3 separate regions of the Sus scrofa genome follow, and regions 1 and 3 are each linked to region 2. Evidence: chromatin contacts called from public Hi-C and HiChIP or PLAC-seq data. All regions are on one chromosome and are shown on one strand. The core of a region is the stretch at or near the end of the contact, and the rest is flanking DNA. Distances in the headings are between cores, read along the strand shown. Region 1 holds the start of ILVBL (acetolactate synthase-like protein). Region 2 holds the start of RAB8A (RAB8A, member RAS oncogene family). Region 3 holds the start of EPHX3 (epoxide hydrolase 3).

What was found. Hi-C and Micro-C count contacts between places; a contact is called where the count stands out from the background. HiChIP or PLAC-seq counts read pairs in DNA pulled down with a chosen protein or histone mark.
Region 1: an H3K27ac HiChIP or PLAC-seq map of alveolar macrophages shows a contact between it and region 2. The contact joins the promoter of ILVBL here to the promoter of RAB8A in region 2. A contact is called at or near these places in 3 of 47 Hi-C or Micro-C datasets (brain, heart right ventricle and skeletal muscle) and 1 of 2 datasets of contacts at active chromatin or transcription factors (alveolar macrophages).
Region 3: a Hi-C map of liver shows a contact between it and region 2, with 4 times the contacts expected there. The contact joins the promoter of EPHX3 here to the promoter of RAB8A in region 2. A contact is called at or near these places in 1 of 5 promoter capture datasets (fetal liver) and 1 of 47 Hi-C or Micro-C datasets (liver).

Annotation. Positions count from the first base shown.
Region 1 is chr2:62,434,093-62,436,792 of Sscrofa11.1, forward strand. It overlaps ILVBL (acetolactate synthase-like protein), which reads left to right and starts at 1,276. Exons shown (of 16, transcript XM_003123453.5): 1 at 1,276-1,464; 2 at 2,017-2,161. The coding sequence starts at 2,027.
Region 2 is chr2:61,448,950-61,451,649 of Sscrofa11.1, forward strand. It overlaps RAB8A (RAB8A, member RAS oncogene family), which reads right to left and starts at 1,402. Exons shown (of 8, transcript NM_001243802.1): 1 at 1,254-1,402. The coding sequence starts at 1,377.
Region 3 is chr2:62,347,161-62,349,959 of Sscrofa11.1, forward strand. EPHX3 (epoxide hydrolase 3) reads left to right here and starts at 1,371. Exons shown (of 8, transcript XM_005652901.3): 1 at 1,371-1,922; 2 at 2,080-2,361; 3 at 2,562-2,647. The coding sequence starts at 2,119.

The DNA.
Region 1 (2,700 bases), core at 26-2,525, 990 kb after region 2:
CCCACAGACTTGGGGAGAAACGTCCAATCCACATGAAAAATAATTTTTTTTTTGGTCTTTTGTCCTTTTAGGGCTGCATCAGCCGCATATGGAGGTTCCCAGGCTAGGGGTCTAAACGGAGCTATAGCTGACAGCCTACGCCAGAGCCACATCAACGCCAGATCTGAGCTGCTTCTGTGATCTATGCCACAGCTCACTGCAACGCTGGATCCTTAACCTATTGCGCGAGGCCAGGGATCGAACCCACAACCTCAGGGTTCCTAGTCGGATTCGTTTCCGCTGCTCCACGACAGGAACTCCCAAAATAAATGTTAAAGTCATAACAGACAATAAACTTCAAAGGATGCATGGGAAACACACACGGAAGTTCGCGGATTTAGCAATTTAAATATGTTGTGAATATTCCTGCCCTCTCTGGCGGTAAGGTCTTGATCTATGGTCTTCCGTGGTCCTTGGCCATGACCTCACTGGCTCCTCACTGGCTTCTGTTCTCCATCACCACTTCTGAAGCTTTCTCGTTTCATTTACACTTGGTATGATTGTCCATAGGGGCTTTGTAATAGCCCCAAACTGGAGAAACAGAAATGTTTCTCAATAGGAGAGGGTGAGGAGTTCCCATCGTGGTTCAGTGGTTAACGGATCCGACTAGGAACCATGAGATTGAAGGTTCGATCCCTGGCCTCGCTCAGTGGGTTAAGGATCCAGTGTTGCCGTGAACTGTGGTGTAGGTTGCAGACGCGGCTCGGATCTGGAGTTGCTGTGGCTCTCGCGTAGGCCGGTGGCTACAGCTCCGATTCAACCCCTAGCCTGGGAACCTCCATATGCCGCGGGAGCGGCCCAAGAAATGGCAAAAAGACAAAAAAAGACAAAAAAAAAAAAAAAAGGAGAGGGTGGGGACCTGGCCTCTTCCATGGCAGTATTGCGGTAGGATGGGAGGTGGAGTCTGGTATTAGATCGAGAGGGCGAGGTTTGTTGGGGGTGAGGTCCCGAAAGATGTGGACTCTGGCAAAGGGACCGTGACTGTTCAGACCGTGACTGTTCAGGCTCCGCCTACGAGAAGAGGTGTTCAGCGCCGCGGTTGCGGAAAGCCGCCTGGGTTCAGAGCGCAGGGAATCTGCGGAGGCCCGCAACAATCCGCCAAATGAAGGGCTGGCTCTTGGAAGCAGCAAAGGGGCGCGGCCTTTTGTAAAAGGCCTGCAGTGAGAGTCAATGAGAAGCGAGAGAGGGCGGAACCTGTGCAGAGGCAGCCAGTAAGAGGGAGGGCTCTTATGGGAGGTGCCTGTGTACCGGAACATGGCTACCGGTCAGTTCCGCCCACGCGCTTCGAGTTGGACTACCGGGCGCCCTGATCCAAGTGGGCGAAAGGGGCAAGGTCATAGGTTCCGGGTCCAGCCTCTTCAGGCTGCGCGCCCCGTCACGTGACACGAAGGGCGCCTAATTACACCGGAGTCGGCGGATTTTCGTGTAGGTGAAGGTTAAAGTGCCCCGTGGGTCGGAGAAGCATCCCGGTGCGTCCAGACCTCGCTGCCTGGGGTTGGGGGTTAGGCTCGGGCCTGGGCGCTTGCTAGCGGAGAGGGGCCTGGCTTGAAGACAGTGTCGCGCACGCTAACTTGGGGGGCGTAGATGTAGGATGGGCTCATCTCCAGGGCTGAGAGTCTTGGTCCTTGATGGCAAAGAGAGGCGGAACTTCCCGCTGATCCATTGAGGAGCAAGTAAATGGGAAAATAACTCTTTTGAGGCATTGTCGCCGCTTTGACCTGTGATGGCACAGTTTAGGTGGTCATGGTGAGGTATGCGGGGAGGCGGGGGGTGGCGGGGGCGGTGCTGGTGTTGCAAGAGGCTTGGCCTGATCCCCGAGGGGCTTGGCCTGGTCCGGAGCCTAGCGGTGTAAGGGGCGTGGTCGCTCAGAAACTCGCGACAAGGAGCGTGGTTCGGAATCTGAGCTGGGAGTGGGGGAATGCCTTCTGAGGTCGCGGTTGTCGCGCCAATGTCCTAGCGCTCTCCTTTCTTTCTTAGGTGCTACCATATGGAGACCCCCGCGGCCGCCGCCCCTGCTGGGGGCTTCTTCCCCTCTTTCCTGTTCCTGGCCTTCGGGACGCTAGTGGCCGCCTTGCTGGGCGCTGCTTATCGCCTGGGGCTCTTCTATCAGCTAACGCATAAGGTTTGGGGGAATACGGGGGTGGCGGCCGGGGGCAAGTAAAGAAGGAGTGGACTTCCAGCGCTCTTTCCAGCTAACTCATTTTACAGACGAGGAAAGTGAGGCCCGACTAATCAGAGGAACTGGTCGGGAGAGTTTTTCCAGGGTTCCGTCGCCACTGCCCCGAGCTGCTTGCGGAGCTCTGGACTTTGCCTCAGGGAAGAGATCACCTGGAAGCCACAGCTGCCCGGGGCATTCAGTACCCCGCCAACCTCCTACATCTGGGGCCTGGGGCCCGTTTTACAGAGCAGTACCCTAACAGGGTGGGGTCAGAGTGCTGAACACAGGCTCCAGAGGAGGAGGCTGTGACAATTTTGTGACAGTTGCTGAGCTCAATGCTTTAGAGGGGTTTTCCCATGTACCCAACACGTTCCTGAATAGATGCTCTGGTTTCTGTCTTCATTTTCCATAGGAGGAAACCAGGGCTCATAGAGGTTGTATGATAATTGCCTTAGGTGAAGAGCTGACCCCACAGACCTTGCTCTGAACTACTTGGCTCCTCT
Region 2 (2,700 bases), core at 152-2,651:
GAGATAACATACACTGGGGTAAAGCAACACCTACTCCCTAGTTTTTTTCTAACCCCTGGGCTTGGTGACCATTCTTCTGCTTCCCCATCCAGAGCAGGGCTGCAGAGCTTAGAGGCCACTCTGCCTGATGGGTGTTACTTCCCAGTCAAACCTTTTCATGCAGGCAATGGCCTTTTTTCTGGTGAGAAGTCAGCTCCCACTTTTTGTGGATGTCAGAACTGAGAAGCAACAGGTCAGTTCTGTTCAACCACAGTGTGGGCTGGCCCTGTGGGCAAGGCTGTTTTGCAAAGTGACAACTGGTGTCCTGGCCCTAGTGATAGGGAAGTTGGGGCTGTCTGTGGCAGTGGCTGATTTTGGTTTCTAAGCTGAAGCTTTTATCTGGCATCTCCTCAGGATGACAGGTCCCAGGGCAGACAGCTGTCACTTGCCATTTCTGTTACCCTCTAGTGGGATGGAAAGCTGGGCAAGGAAAGTCTCTGGACTCCCTCTCATCATTCTTTCCAGAAGAAATTCATCTCTAGGGGAAATAGGATCAGGGAGGGGGCTCAACCCCTGAATATTCCATTATAAAAGAGCAGGAGAGGTCTGGGTTGGAGTCCTGGCTTAGACATGGATCAGCTATGCTTGTCCTGGGGAGTGAGTGCTCACATCTCTCTGGGACGGTTGAGCCTTGAGTTTGGGGGGTCAAACACACCTGGGTACAAATACCATCCTTGCCACCAGTAGACTGTGTGACCTTGGGCAAGTACAGTCTCCCTGAGCCTCAAATGCCTCTTCTGTGAAAGTAACTCATAACAGCACTTGACACAGAGGACCAGGAAGTGTGATCATGCACGTAAAGCACCTGACACACAATAAAAGCTCAATAAAGTTAGATGTCACCTGTCACTGTCCTTTCCCCATGGACAACTCCACATTTCTACGTTTATAAGTCAAAGACCCCAAAGACTGCTTCGAGGGCCGATGCAAGAACAAGATGACAGGGCGCCAAGACTCTGTCCAGGACATACACTCCCTGACAAGTAGGCTGAGGATTGGGGCCTCAGTATTCCCATCTGCAAATTGGGTACCTGACCCTCACCCCCGCCCCATGGCCCAGGAACCCCCAAAGGGCGGTGCAGGCTACTGCTCCTTCCCGCTCCGGCCTTCTCGACCCTCTCAGATCTCGGGTCCATCCCGCTCAGCAGCTCCCTCAGTCCCAGCCCTCAGGGTGAGAGCCCGGCCTGGGCCTTCCGCGCTCCCGGCCCCACTACCTATGGTGGAGATGAAAGTGGAGTTGAAGGCGTCCTCGGAGAAGCGGAACAGGACACAGGTCTTCCCCACCCCCGAGTCCCCGATCAGCAGCAGCTTGAACAGGTAATCGTAGGTCTTCGCCATATTACACTCTCTCCCCGACGGGAAGTGCGGCCAGCGCCTCGCCACTGGCCCCTGGCCCAGTCCATCAGCGCCGATCCCGCCCCCCATTGGCTCCTGGCCCGCCGCGCGTCACCGCGGCCGACGCCCGCCCCCGCGCCCCGCCCGTCTCAGGAAGACGTGGGGAAGGGGCGAGCAGGGCGCAGAGCCGGAAGCGGCCTGAGGGCGCCGCTCATTGGCCGGCGCTCAGGACAGGGCGGACTGCGATTGGCCAGTGGTGAGGAGTCGAGGGGCTTCAAATGGGGACAAGGCTGGGGCATGGCATCTCTGTGTCCCCGCCTTCTTCCTCTGACTCTAGGGCGGCCACGCCCCCCGATGGGAGGGGGAGGGCGGGCAGCTGGGCCAACGGCTCCGCGCGCCCTCAAGCTGGGGCGGGGTCTGGGGAGCGTGCGCAAGCGCGCCGGGAAGGCCGTAGTGTGCCAGCAGAGGGCGCACGCGGGTGGTGGGGGTGTTCTCTGGCTCTTGCTGTTCCAGGCCGGAGCAAGTTCAATTAGCGTCGGGTCCAGCGCGGGAATGTGGCGTGGCGGTGGTGGTGCGGTCTGCAGGCTTCCGTGTCAGACCGGGCGGAGCCGAAGAGATAGGAGAGCAGAAGTACCGTCATAGTCGAAACGAGGCCCCCTCGAGACTTGCTCCGGGGCCTTGACGCTGGCCAGCGGATCTTCCTAGAGACACCCAGGCCTCAGCCACAAGCTGCGCCCCGAGGTCCGCAGGACTCCTCAGGATGCTCCCTTGGATCTATTTAGAGGTTGCCCAGGACTTGTCCCAGAGCCTCTCCCGCCGCGACCCAGTCAGCCGTCTGAGTTGCACCCTGGAGCCTTGGAACCCGCCGAGAGAGTTCGGATAGTGAGAATTAGAGGGAATACTAAAGAGCTTTTGGTTCTGTGCCTGCCAGTGTTGTCAGCACTTATAAAAAAATTTATAAAATATTTTGTCCACACCCCAACCCACCGAGGTAGGTATTATTGTGTGTGTTCACGCTTCCCCCCACCAAGTTTTACGGTGAGAAAACAAGACTGAGAGGTTAAATGACTTTCCCAGGCTCTTAACCAGATAAATTGGTTTTTGAACTCAAACCGAACAGCTTCAGAGGCTAAGGTCTTGATCAGATAGTTTTCTGCGTGGTAGGGATGAGCCACATCACTTGGGTGGACTCACCGCCATGTGTCACTCTGGGCTATCAGGCCTGGAGGCTTCCCAAGGATCTTGACAAAAGATGACTGCTGCCTCTCCTCACTGTCCCACTTCACATTCTTTGGCTAATCTGGCTCTGGTTAGGAAAAGCTTCAA
Region 3 (2,799 bases), core at 121-2,620, 900 kb after region 2:
GTCCTGTGACTACTGCTGTCTTTTTCTTTAAGGGTAGAGCTGGGGGTGTAGGGGGAATGTGGGAATCAGTGTTCTATAGCAGAGGAAGAAGGGAGTTCCACACCCATAGACCTTGCAGCCAGATTAGAGTACTCAGGCAGGATACAGCATCATCAAGTGGCTGGACCATTGATTTGATGAAAATGTAAATGAAGCCAAAGCCACAATACAGCCTAATCATGCAAAATAGGTAAGTGGTAAGTGTGCAGGGCAAACACTTGTGCAGTATGAGCAGTGTAATCACAGGCACCTATTAAGCTCTGAAATGCATTGTTTACTGAGGCAGCACCACGTAAACCACTATTTCCCTTTAAGTAAGGACCCATGGGCTTAATTATGGTCCTAGGACAAGTATAATGTTTAGCAGTCTTGACAATACCAAGGTAAGGCTAACAGTGCTAAGTGTCAGGGAAAATGGGAAGTGATGAAAAATAGGTGAAGTGTTTAAAAGAAATATGAAAACTAAACATGGAAAATGCTTGTGCAGTGGTGGTGACAGTGATACAGTCAATGGATAATGCCCCAAATAGGTAAATCAGGAAGTAGCCACATAAGCACATTTAGAGGTAGCTAGGTAACCAACCCCCAGAAAAAAGCTAAAATCTTTCCAATGGCTGCCTCCAGGGGGAAGGAAAGGTGGAGCCCAAGACTGCTGCTTTTCTCAAGTTCTGATTGCTGTTGAACCAGCTATTAGGCTTTAGGCAAATGAATTTCAGGCTCGTGATCTATACCGTAATACAGGGAGGTGATAATACTACCTACACTAATGGTTGTTGTAAGGGTTAAATGATGAATGACCTTGAAATGTTCGGGATGTTGGGGGAAGTTTGCAAAACAGGAGGAAGAAGGTATCCTGCCAGACTTCTCGCCTGGCCCTACTCAGCTACCTCTTTGGCCAGAGTCCCAATGACAACCATCCCTGTTCTTCGGCGCTCAGGCATATATCCTTTAGAAGTCAGTCTCCCGCCTGCTGCCGCCACCCGCGGAGCCCCGGCGTCTACAACCGCAGATTGGTAAGTCAATGACCGCCTCTGTCCAATCACATCTGTGCAGGGGCGGGCCGACGGGTCCGCTGGACCAACTGGAGGCTATCGTGGGGTCGAGGCGGCTGAACCACCGTTGGAACCAGGGCTTGGAGAAGGTGCTGCAAGGAGGGAGGGTCGCGCGTTTCCGGGTGGGGAGCTCCAGAGAGGGCGACGGCAGGGTCTCCCAAGGCATGCTTTGGCCGTGGCGACACCCCACGCCACCCTCCCAACCCCAGTCATGGCACCGTCTGTCCCACACCTTCCGCTTCCGGACCCGCCTGACCCGCCATATTAGGTTCCGACCCCGCCCCTCCGTCTCATTGGCCCGTATGCAGGCCGATCCCCAGCTCATTGGTCCAGCCCTCGCACCCAAGCCATCCTGGCCCAGCCTCAGACCTTCTCGGCCCAACGTTAGGCCCCGCCTTCTTTCGGTTCCACCTTCGTCCGCACCCTCCTTAGCCACGCCCCAAGCCCTCGCAACGCTCCTAGGTAGGCCTAGTTGAGTTCACCTTTCCAGCCGGTAGGCGGTACCTACCCTGCACTGCCCCGCCCCTTTATCTCAGGCTCCGCCCATTTCACCCACGGTGCCCCCCTGTCTCTTGTTTGTGCAGGACCCTATCTCTCCCTCTCGACTTTTGACCCCCACCCACACACCCAACAGGGAGGCCTACTAGACCCCGCCCCCCTAAGCCCCGCCCAAGCATTTCTGATCCTGCCCACAGTCCTGGCCCCAAGCTTCCCTTCTCGCCAAGACTCCACCCCAACCACCCTAGGGCTGGTCCTCGCAGTTCCACCCCTGCACCTCGAGCCTCCTTGTTCCCCATCACCGTCGCGCTCAGGTGTTTACCTAGCACTTAGGTGAGTAGTGCGCGGTGACAGTTTCGGTCTGAGCTGCCAGCCTCTTCTCTCCGCGCTTTCCTCAAGCCCCGACAGCACGGAGGGACCCCAGACCAAAGGCGGTGGGCTCCGCAGCCCAGATCCCGCCTTGCCGCTGCAGCCAGTGCCCCTTGCCCAGACCCTAGACGGCCACGCAGTCGTGCCGGAACGCGGTGACATGCCCGAGCTGGTGGTGACGGCCCTGCTGGCGCCATCGCGCCTCACTCTGAAGCTGCTTCGCGCCTTCATGTGGAGCCTCGTGTTCTCCGCGGCCCTAGTGGCTGCAGCAGTTTACGGCTGCATCGCTCTCACTCATGTGTTGTGCCGGCCCCGACGCGGCTGCTGCGGCCGACCCCGGCGCACCCCACCCGCCTGCTTAAACGACCCCACGCTGGGCGAGCACTGCTTCCTGACTCTCAAGGTGAGTGCGTGGGGCGGCACCACCGGGGTTTCGAGGGTCAAGGAGCCAGGGAGGCGGGGCTGTCTAAGACCCGTGCGGGGTGGCAAATAGTTGAATCCAAATCTGGATCTGCGCATGCCTGGGGGGTGTGGGAAGTGAAGTGTTCCCACACTTCTTAGGGAAGAGGGGTTTCCCAAGTCGCATACTGTGCCCTTTCCCAGAGCTCAGGCGTGCACCTGCACTATGTCTCTGCTGGACGCGGCAATGGTCCCCTCATGCTGTTTCTGCATGGCTTCCCGGAGAACTGGTATGTCTGAGACCCAAAGGCCTGGAATGCACAGGGCTGGGGGAGGTGGAGCTTGGACCACCAGGGCAGCCAGGAGGCGCGGATAAGGGCTAGGTAGACTGGGGGCACAAAGTGTATAGGGCCCGGATAGGCCCCTCAGGGAAAGAGGTCTA